2 separate regions of the Mus musculus genome follow, and region 2 is linked to region 1. A link is a contact called in public promoter capture Hi-C data. All regions are on one chromosome and are shown on one strand. The core of a region is the stretch at or near the end of the contact, and the rest is flanking DNA. Distances in the headings are between cores, read along the strand shown.

Evidence for each region. Capture Hi-C pulls out chosen DNA fragments and counts their contacts.
Region 2: a contact with region 1 is called in a promoter capture Hi-C map of liver. The contact joins two enhancer-like sites. A contact is called at or near these places in 11 of 39 promoter capture datasets (3T3-L1-derived adipocytes, the C10 cell line, the HPC-7 cell line and 8 more), 2 of 15 datasets of contacts at CTCF or cohesin (CD8 T cells and the NIH/3T3 cell line), 22 of 484 Hi-C or Micro-C datasets (3T3-L1-derived adipocytes, CD8 T cells, the G1E-ER4 cell line and 12 more), 11 of 115 datasets of contacts at active chromatin or transcription factors (embryonic basal ganglia, embryonic fibroblasts, embryonic limb bud and 5 more) and 3 of 9 other capture datasets (adipose tissue, liver and pancreatic islet).

Annotation. Positions count from the first base shown.
Region 1 is chr10:111,243,655-111,248,947 of GRCm38.p6, forward strand. The region is part of intron 4 of Osbpl8 (oxysterol binding protein-like 8); the gene reads left to right. Among named protein-coding and RNA genes, the nearest start is that of Bbs10, 52 kb to the right of the region's middle. Within about 2 kb of position 1,912, at least 8 of the 459 cell types and tissues checked have an H3K27ac peak or open chromatin away from gene starts, as enhancers often do. A contact at or near this core is called in liver, where this site is marked.
Region 2 is chr10:111,487,688-111,493,290 of GRCm38.p6, forward strand. It overlaps Nap1l1 (nucleosome assembly protein 1-like 1), which reads left to right. Exons shown (of 16, transcript NM_015781.5): 5 at 2,341-2,482; 6 at 2,690-2,770; 7 at 3,322-3,450; 8 at 4,400-4,471; 9 at 5,155-5,294. Among named protein-coding and RNA genes, the nearest start is that of Gm25117, 9.0 kb to the left of the region's middle. Within about 2 kb of position 2,589, at least 15 of the 459 cell types and tissues checked have an H3K27ac peak or open chromatin away from gene starts, as enhancers often do. A contact at or near this core is called in liver, where this site is marked.

The DNA.
Region 1 (5,293 bases), core at 662-3,161:
TCTTTAACTCTACCCCGAGTCCTGTTGCTGGCTTCCAGCCATAGGAGTTTTGTTAGAAATAGTCTAGATTACAGGCTGTGTCACCTTCTGAGGTTTAGGGGTCTTAATGCTAATTCTGAAGTTACAAAGACTTCTTTTAATATGGTTATTATCTGGTTTCAAATTCCTTGTGTTTAGGAAGTTGCTTTATAACATAATGAAAATCAACATTTTGCAAATTAAGAAAATAAGAATAGAATATTTTTAAATTCCTCTTGCCAATGTTATAATATCTATATTTAACACTGTGTCTACAAAAGAAACTACAATACCTTGAAAGCGTTTATTGAAAATGAAGATGACTAATCCAGCTTTGTTCTAAGCGTCTTTGTAGAGGTTGCAGGGAGGTCTGGCCTAGCATGTCAGGCCTTTTGAGTTGCTGTTTTTGTTTGTTCTCATCAGAGTAGAAAGAGGAATATAAGTGTAACAAGGGACTTTTTTTTCTTGGAAAAGAAATGTTTTAAGTATATTTTTAACTTAAGATTCTTTAAGGATGATCAGATATTACCTCTACTAGTTAGTTCTTGCTGTTGGGATTTAATCTCCTTTGTTTGGAAACTCTGGGAGAGTCTACTGTCCTCTTTACAAAGTAATAACAGGGCTTCAGTTCCATTGGCTGCTGTCATTTTCAGTTCTTTGTAGAGCCAGATTTCCAGTGTATTTTTTAAAATTACAACAAAATTACTGTTATAATATGCCAGACAGTTAGAGTTGTGTCTGATCTCCGAGACCCAAATGGTATGGAAGGAAAGAACTAGTCCCTGCAAATTACCCTCTGACCTCTAAGTACGCCATGGGCTGATTGCTCCCCTCTGCATGCCCACACCAACCAACCAACCAACAAACAAATGAGTATAAAATTATAATTTAAATTCTGTGCGTCACAGTAGCTTCTATTTGTGTTTTCTGTGCATTAGGCAACAATTGAACAGCTTTCGTTAAAAGGAAATGACTATCTGTAAGTGTACAATAGACTATTCCGTGAAAATGCATAATGAGAAGGGATCATTGCTTAGTGCTCAGAAGTCCTCAGAGGCAGCTCCTAATCAGCTTGTAGTGTCACGCCTGCTGGACCCATGTCACCTGTGGCTTTCTCTTGACTTGTATTTATAGTAATGGTACTATCATATGTGCATATCTAAAATGTTTCTTTGGAAGGACTAAGTAAGTGTTCAAAGAAAAACTAGATAAACTTGATAGTTTATTTGAACAAGAGTAATTCATGTATTGGGCAGCATTTCATACCGGACAGAGGTTCCAAGAGTTCTGCTCTGCAGTATGGGGCACTGAATATTGACAGACAGAACTCACAAGTGGAGTACAAGATGAGCTTCTGGCCTCGTTTGAGCGTGGCCTGTAATTGGCTGAAGCTCAGTGGCTTTATGGTCTTGGCAGACATCTGATTTTCTGTTGCAAAATTAGACCAAGTTAAGTTCACATTCATTTATAAGCAAGTTGTTTTGTAGTTCATTCTATAGGAACTCAAATTACAGAGAGAGCCTCTGTCCAAATATCTTCAGCCTATTCAACAAGTCCTTGTGTAAAGGGGCAGTATTGCTGGAGAAGTATAAGCCAAAAAACTCTGGGTTGTAGCGTGGCCTTGATTTCTTTGAGAATCTACTAAGAGTCATGTTATGGTTTGGATATCAATGAACCCAAAGGCTCATGTGTTTTGGGCTTAGTCCCCTGGTGTTGGGGCTGTTGAGGTAACTGGATCTCTGGGGCTCTAACTTCATGAATGGAATAAGCCTTTAATAAAGCCTAGCTTCTGAATAGTCTAGTAGAAGGTAAATCTTGGTCCTGGTGTCTCCTTGGCCTCCTGGCTGCTGTGAAGTAAGCAGGTTTTGTCACATGCTGCTGTCACTAAGGTGTTCTGTCTCACTGCATGCCTAACAATAGGGCAAGCCAAAGCAAACATGGACTAAAACATCCGGGACCATGGGCCTAAACCCTTCTTTTTTCCTTTGAAATGTTGTCTGTCAGTTATTTTGCAACAGTCACCAAATGCTCCATGTGAAAGGACTGTTTAGTCGTTGTGAGTGCTCAGCATTGCCTGTGGTGTGGTTCTGGGCTGTTGCTATAGCAGGAAGACGGCAGAAGTAGTCTGTACTGTGTAGCCTATCAAATGAAAAGTAGGACACCTTCTTGTACTAGAGGTATTGTCAGTTAACTCAACTGTGAGTCTAGGGAAAGAGACAATTCTAATAGACACTAGGAAACGCTACAGGCCAGAGAAGAACCTGGGTGAAGGAGACCCAAGAAAGATGGTACCCTGGTAGGGGACTTTTTGGTGAAAGGAGCTATTTGACTTGGTGATCTTTTATATCCTAAACAGTGCTGATTTACTGTTACCTTTTTTTTGTACAGTATATATGCTGTACAGTGTATGTTGTACAGTCTTTTCTAAGTGTGCTGGACAGAAGTAAGCTCTAGAAGAAATTATTTACATGAGAATTGTCTCAGTTCTGCCAGACAGAGAAGAGCGGCTTGGGGAGAGAGTCCCATAGCATCTGGTTGGAGATGATACAGACGCTTGGGGGGAGAACTCCTCTGAACACTGCATCCTTTGTGCATCAAATTTGACTCTGTATTAGAACCACAAGTGACAAGAGGTGCGCTTGATGACTCTTTAAAAGCATGCAAAAGTAAATAAAACATGAAAGAAAAGTAGGATTTTGAAACCTATAGTATCTTAAATATTGTTAATATATTCTAATGTGCATAATTGAGAGTTTGGCAGGGTTAAGATTTCTAAATGGGGCTGGGTGGTGGTGGTGGCAGCAGCAGCGCACGCCTTTAATCGCAGCACTTGGGAGGCAGAGGCAGGCGGATTTCTGAGTTCAAGGACAGCCAGGCCTACACAGAAAAACCCTGTCTCAAAAAACAAACAAACAAGCAAACAAACAAAAAGATTTCTAAGTGGGACACCATTCTCTTTGAGATATTAAAGACATTGCTTGTGTGTCTCACTTGAATATTTTAAATTATTACTTCATCCATTTGACACGCAATCCAGTGTAATTTGCTGCTGTGAATTGTATACAAAAGGACTTTTTGATATAAAGACTGACGTGTGACATGGCTTTTGTGCCTCTTTGCACCTATATTTGTGCATCTTAGGTTCACTGTCAAATTTGTGTTGCAGTTGTATTCCCATCCTTGTTTATGGTCATTAAAAACAAAAGCAAAAGCAACTTCTTTCCTCTGATGTTCCTTGAACTTTAGGAGAGAACTCAGTATTCTAATGTTTTTACCCGGAACCTTTGTAGACTTCACACAATAATCTTATAATATAGATGCTACTCTTAGTATTTTATAGATAAGGAAATGGAGACCCTATTAAGTTTAAACCCTACTTAACTGTAAGAGGATAATGCCTTTTGTGATACCTTCTTTATTCCTTTAAAGGCAAGCACTAACTGTATGAATTAATTATAATTTTCTGATTGTCTATGGTTATTAATTTCCATTTTATGGTATGGGGAAGAGTGAAACAAGGCAAAAACAGAGGCCCTCAGATGACAGCACCACAGCTCCATAAACTTAATTTAACAATGATTTTTGAAATGCCTTTGCCCAAGGTGGGCAGGGATAGCATTATACAGGAAGTTTGGTTGTTTTATATGTAGCCCTGGAACTCACTATGTAGACCCCCTGCTTTTGCCCCTTGAGTGCTGGGATTAAAGGCATGTACCACCCACATTATTGGAAACTGAGTTTTTAAATGCTTTTCCCCCCTTAAGAAGAAATACTCTTAAGGTTATATGGACTGATGTTTTATATGAACCAAACTCAGATTTAAAGTGTGTGCATGGTAAGAAAGAAACTGAATCTTAGGGCAAAGTTCTTATAAGAATAAACCACTAAGTTTAACTTGAATGGAGTAAGATAGGGTAAGGCAAAAGTAATTTAATAAAATGAGTTCTTGGGAATTTTAAAAGTTAGGCATAAAGAGATGGTATAGGTTATTACTTTTGAGATAACAAATGATTTGTTTTTGTATGGACAGAAGTCATTGGTAGATTATGTATTTTGAACAAACACAGGGGAGAGGAAGTGAAGCAGCTAATGCTCCAAGGGTGTGCGGCGTCTTTATGCTGTCGTTTAATCTTCTGTGTTGATTGGCTCACATTCACGGTGCCCTAAGACTCCTGTATTCCTCTTAGAAGTAAAACTTACATGTTAATTCTCTGCTTTAGCAGCTCTGATCCACCAAAATTGTACTTGAAAGAATATCTTTCCTTGTGAAATTTTAATCATGGCCAAGACAAGCAGCAGATTAGATATAAATCTAGAAGCTTCAGTAAAGATAAACAGTATAATGTTGGGATCTGTTTTTGAAGTAACCAAAAGCTGGAAAGAGAAGAGTCGGGAGAAGAGGGAGATGTGGCCAGATACTACAGAAATATAATAGATGTAATGACAGGCTTGTCGTCTTGAGAGAAGAAAGAACCCTATTACTTCATCGAAAATGGCTAAGTATTGATCTTGCTTTGTTTTTCTAGAGCAGTGAGCAGCTCAGTGCAGGGCATCGTTTCTTTGATACAATCGTAAAGCATTAGTGGAATAGCCCTTTAATCAACTCGTTTTTAAAAAGGAACCAGTTGTCTGGCTCAGTGCCTTTGCCGTCAGTCTCTCTATCTGTTTATTGCTGATTTGACAGTCTCTGGTCCTCCTTTGCTGTTAAATGTGTGTGTCCTTTGTTTGTGCTGGTTTGCTACATTTGGATGTGAGAGAAAAGCCTGTCTTTGCCATATTGGGCTAATTAGCCTTCTGGGTGAGCATCTATATTAAATAGACCTTCTAAACCATGAAAGAAGAGAGTTCACAGCATCGTAGATTTTCTTCATGTACTGGGGTTTCGTCTGTTTTATTCCCTCCACGAATTGATGGCCGAAAGCTCGTCCGGAATGCTTCGTTTGGAGGATACAATGAACTTTCTCCTTCCTTACAAGGTTGGTTTGTTTCATCTTGTGTTCTTGCCTTAATTTCTTACATTTTCTTAATGAAAATAATACGGGGATTTTTAAAATCTTAACATCATGTTTCATTTAAACAAGTGTGTTGTGAAAGCTTAGCTTTCAGTAGCTGCCTATCTGTAGCCGGGCTCTCCCTCATCTTCTTGTACTAGTCTCTTCAGCTGAAACTTGAGAGCTCCGAGTCAGTAAAATATGAATCTTGATTTTTTTATCATGTGCATTTTGATTTAATGTAGTAGTAAATATATGACCCTGATGACAGTTAAAACATTTCC
Region 2 (5,603 bases), core at 1,339-3,838, 240 kb after region 1:
ATATTAACTGAGCTATTCTTTTTTTCTATTACACATTTAGACACTGCGGCTTTGTACTATGTGTGTATCTGAGAGGGTGAGTTGCTTCCACCCAACTCTGCAATTTTCAAGTCATCAAGACGCTTGTTCTTGTCACATGACCTCAGTAGATCTGGCAGATGACAAGATGCTTCCTTCCGTTCATACTGTCCTATCCTAGACCTTTGGGGTTGACAGGGCTCTCAAGTTCTTTAATTTTTAAGGTTTGATATTGGTTGCATTCAGGTTCATGGATTGGCAGAGTAGTGTATCTTCTTACCATCGTCTTGTCTGTGTACTTGTAGTCACAGCACACACTGACTGTCTCAGCAGTTCATAGAATATTGCTTCCATTCATTTCTGTATTTTGCATATGGTATTCCTGCTGTGAATAGTGTTCTTTTATATTGTATTTCTGCTATATGGAGAATTGCTGTGTTTTTCTTTTAAAAAAATTAGTGTATCCAGTAGCATTGCTAAAATCATTGAATAATTTATAGTCCTGGCCGGCGTGGAACTTGCTTTGTAGACCAAGCTGACTTAGAGTTCTCAGAAATGTTGCCTGCCTTTGCCTTCCAAGTACTGGGAATAAAGGGGTGGGGTGTACGACCACCATGCCTGGCTAGCATTTGATTTTAAAATCTAATTTGGTTTGTCTAAGTTTTCTTTTGTGTTAATTTTGGTTTGCTATATTCTAAACATGTATGTAGATTAGGTTTAAAATAGGCAGTTGTCTTGATCTTGCTAATGTTTCTTAGCATCCTCATTTCCCACCCTTCAGAAAGGGTTTCTCTGTAGACCAGGCTGGCCTCGAACTCAGATTTCCCTGCCTCTCCTCCCAGGTGCTGGGATTGAAGCCTGAGCTAGCTCATGACCAGGCTCTTAGTTTTACCTTGGACTTGTTTTGCGTTTCCTGCTGCTCTCTCCCTTATTCCTGGCCAATTGTGTACTTTCTTAGCATTGCCTCTCAGTCTAATCTGTCCTTCATGGCCTTCATGTGCGCATGTGTACTTGCCCAAGGAGCCTAGGAAAGGTCCTAGAAGTTAAGAGGTGACAGTGAGTGACCCACTGTGGTGCTGGGAACTACACGAGCAGCAAACACTCTTAGTCACTGCGCCATTTGTAACTTGTAAATACCTCTGGGTGGGTAGCTTAGGAGGTAAACTATTTGGTACTCTTGTGATGCAAGCCTGATAGCTGAACTTAATGCCTGGAACCCATACCAAAGTGAAAGAGGAGAACTTTCTCACTTCTCAGTGTGGTCCTTTGACCATACACAGCTCCCCCAACTGGGCAATAATAATAAAAACTAAGTGCAGAGCAGAGACTACATCCTGATGCTAACTAAGGTGTAATGGGTGCTGTTTAAGTTACCTGTATTTCCCTGTAATAACTTGGTTTAGTCTGGAAGTCTCTAGGAAGGATATGTTAAAATGTTAAAAGGATATGTAAAAACATGGGTTCCAGCTCTCACTGTAGACTGGTAAACATTTAAATATATGGTGTATATGTGTACTCATGCCTTTATATTTTGTAGATTCTTTGACTATATTTTATTCTAACATTAAGATGCATATTCAAATTTTCACAATTTGAATATGTATTTTTATTTGGATTATAAGCTAAAGCATTAAGTTACTTTATTTTAAGATTTTCCTTTTTATTAATTAATTTATTTTTTAATGTATAAGAGTGTTGGGCCTCCATGAACATAGTGTGCACATAAGAGGGCTTTGGATTCCTGGGTCTGGAGTTACAGGTGGTTTACAAGTTCCATGTGGTGCTGGGAATTAAACTGAGGTCTTTTGCAAAACAGTAAGTGCTTTTAACTATTGAGCCAACTTACCAGCCCAAGTTACTTCCTTAATTAAGTTTATCGGTTGGTTTTGAGACCCGAACCCTGTTTGATCTGGCTTCAGGCTGACGATGTAGCTTCTTGGCGTGTCTAGCTGTCGCTACAGATTCTGCGGAATCTGACTTAAGCTGTCAGGCTTGTGGGAGAAGTAGAAAAAAACTGATCTGAGTGAACTGATAATAGTTGAATTTCTTAATTGTAACTACTTCAGTGGTTAGGTCAAGAATTATTTTATAAAAATTTGGAAAGAATTCAACCTGGCTTAAGGGTATTTCTTGTGTTTGTCTGGATATTTTGTTTTGTTTGGTTTCTATTGATTTGTCCTACTTGCTTTTATAATAAAAGGATCTGTATGTCTTTTGAATTTTAGTTACTTTAAATTCCTTGCTTCAACTCAGAAACTTACCCACTTGAATGTTGTATGGAAAGTGTGACTTGTGTTTTTCTGATTTTCTGTAACTTTTCAGCTTGCCTAAGGTAGTCAAAAGACGAGTGAATGCTCTCAAGAATCTTCAGGTTAAATGTGCACAGATAGAAGCCAAATTCTATGAGGAAGTTCATGATCTCGAGAGGAAGTATGCTGTTCTCTATCAGCCTTTATTTGATAAGGTAATTATTTATACTGCTTTGTAAGGTAACTCAGGAGACAGGCTTGGTACTTGGATCTCTCAGTGGGGGGAGGAGGTATTAGAGGTGTCTGAGAGCAGCAGTGGCCAGGATTAAAGGCTGTGGTAGGTAGTTACTAATTAACCCAGAAACCAGGAGTGTCAGGGTTTGGGTGCTAATGTTCTTACATAAGCTGTCTCTTTATTTTAGCGATTTGAGATCATTAATGCAATCTATGAACCTACAGAAGAAGAATGCGAGTGGAAACCAGATGAGGAGGATGAAGTTTCGGTTAGTACCTTGTAGTTTCCTGTATTTTAGATGCTAGGATGGACCATAACCAGTTGTTTGAAGTAGCATTTATAAGCAACTTTGTAAATACTGGGGATAAGATGAGCTATTCCTCAGCCTGGCAGTGCCTCCTTTTGCATTTCAAGCGTCTCCTGTAGTTTCCTTTGAGCTTTTGAGGACTGTTGGAAGAGCATGTGATTTTCAGGTGAAAAGCTTTGCTGTGACCTACCTGCCTGCAGTGAAGGATGACGGCGGTGAGGGAAGGCTGTGCTGAGCTAGGGGACCATGCTTCTTAACGTAGCTGCTCTGCAGGGTATGATCAGGGCATTTGAGTAAGGACCTCAAGCTGAACACTGGACAAGGTTTTTGTTTGCTGTGGTTAAAGATCTTGTTACTGACTCTTCAAGTTCTTGATGTGCGTGGTGGGTCTTTCTAAGGTGGCGATGAGAGCATTGATTGCTATGGGATTGAAGTTTTCCAATGTGTTAGTTGAAGGTTTATCAGGAGACTTATCATAGTAGTCATTACGTTGTTTGCTGGCCTTTTTCAAGGAGGAGCTGAAAGAAAAGGCCAAGATTGAAGATGAGAAAAAGGATGAAGAAAAAGAAGACCCGAAAGGAATTCCTGAATTTTGGTTGACAGTGTTTAAGAATGTTGACTTGCTCAGTGACATGGTTCAGGTAATTTAATTCACAAAGCCACCTGTTAACTCAAAAGAAAATCTTGATATCTGTGGTTTCCTTATGATTTAAAAAAAATTTTTTTTGTTTTTTTTTGGGGGGGGGCGGGGGGTTGGTTTTTTGAGACAGGGTTTCTCTGTATAGTCCTGGCTGTCCTGGAACTCACTTTGTAGACCAGGCTGGCCTCGAACTCAGAAATCCACCTGCCTCTGCCTCCCGAGTGCTGGGATTAAAGATGTGTGCCACCATGCCCGGCGTTCCTTATGGTTTTATATAAAGAAAATTCAGGTTTGGTTATCAGAATAATTTAAAATTCATTAATGAAGTGGTATCTTTGATCATTCTTAGTTGGTGCTTTCTCACTGTTTATAATACCTTTTTGTTTTTCTGTACTTAGTATCAAGGTAGGGTTGGTGAAAAAATACTAGTGTTTAATTTGTATTGCACTAAAAGTTTTCAGTTTGAAACTTGTTTTAATCCAGGGGGAATTTGCATCTTAAAATGCAAAGCTACTTATATCACTTATTAAAAAAAACCAACACAGATGTCCACTTCTTTGGTAAACGGCCTCTCTTGTTCTTGTGACTTGGGGATTAGCAGTGGAAAGGACTGATCTTCAGGGATGAGTGTGAGTGCATTTCTGCTTTGCCACAGTAGAGAAGGAAGGAACGAACAGCTTGAAACCACAGCAGATAAGCAGGAATTATTGTAAAATAAACAGAGCCTTTCTTAGACTTTCGTATTTTTCAGCCTGGGCAGGCAGTGTGCTGAAGAACCACAGTATGAGGTAGCTTAGTGTCAGACTTGTGGTGAAGAAGTTTTAGGGTTCATAGTTACTGTATAAAACATCTGTAACAAGACACTCCCTATAACCACTAGTTTCTGTGTGGTAACAGGACATCGACCCTAAAATGCCCTATTAAATGCTAATTGTTATTTTAATTTGAAGGAACATGATGAACCTATTCTGAAGCACTTGAAAGATATTAAAGTGAAGTTTTCGGATGCTGGCCAGCCTATGGTAAAAGAAGTTTTAAATATTTATAGTTTTGTAGTATTGTGTACAGACAAGTTCAAAAGTTCGGTTGGAGTATGGGATTAAACTGGGCACTAGGTGCTCTTAATTAAGTATGTGCATGTTTGGTTTCTTAATTAAGTATGTGCATGTTTGGTTTCGGGGCTTGAGATTCGGTACTTCACTCTTCCTGTGGAATTTAAGCTTTTTAAAAGTAAAGATAGTGAAAGATAAACTATCCTGGGGAAACTATTTAAGGTGTCTGCCTGGGACTGATGAGGCAGATGGTGCTTAAGGGCCTGCATGAGGAGAGATCAGCTAATAACCCTTTCTGTGGCAACTGTGGCCAGTGCTGTTTATGAATAAAGGATCAGGGTCTTACAGCCACATCTTTTCAGGGTTGAGTTGAGGGTGTAGCTTCGTGTCTAAGAGCTGTCTTTGTGGGGAGATGGAAAGAAGGGGCACTTGGTCGTTTATTTAGATATGACTGACCTAAATGATAGTTAAGGTTGAAAGCATATTGTTTATCTTGTGCCATTATTTGTTTTGCCTGTTAACTAAGAGTCTCCCCTGCATCCCTGTTAGCATTGTAGTAAGTGAGGGAAAGAGCATTGGCTTGGGTGTGTGCTTATCAAAAAGCACAGGTCAAACTGTTTTCTGAGCTTAACTCACTTTTGTTTTCTTTTTAGAGTTTTGTCTTAGAATTTCACTTTGAACCCAATGACTATTTCACAAATGAAGTGTTAACAAAGACTTACAGGATGCGGTCAGAGCCAGATGATTCTGACCCCTTTTCTTTTGACGGACCAGAGATTATGGGCTGTACAGGGTGAGTTGCCCATCCTACTGTGTTTGTGATTGTAAGTAGAGGTACAATCAGTACCTCTGTGTATCCTGTAGGGTTCTTAGGTAGTCAGACGCTTTGGTCTCCCATTTTCCTCTGGGTCTGACTATCATGTACATTTACGGGAAGGAATAGACTATTAGTCACTTTATTATATCATGTTAATGTTATTGCAAATCAATAGATTTTAAAGTTTTGTTTAGGAAATACCCAAATTTTAATTTGGCATGTAAAAATCTTGTATTTGTAAAAATCTAGCTATCAAATGTGCTAAAATAATTACATATTTTGTTT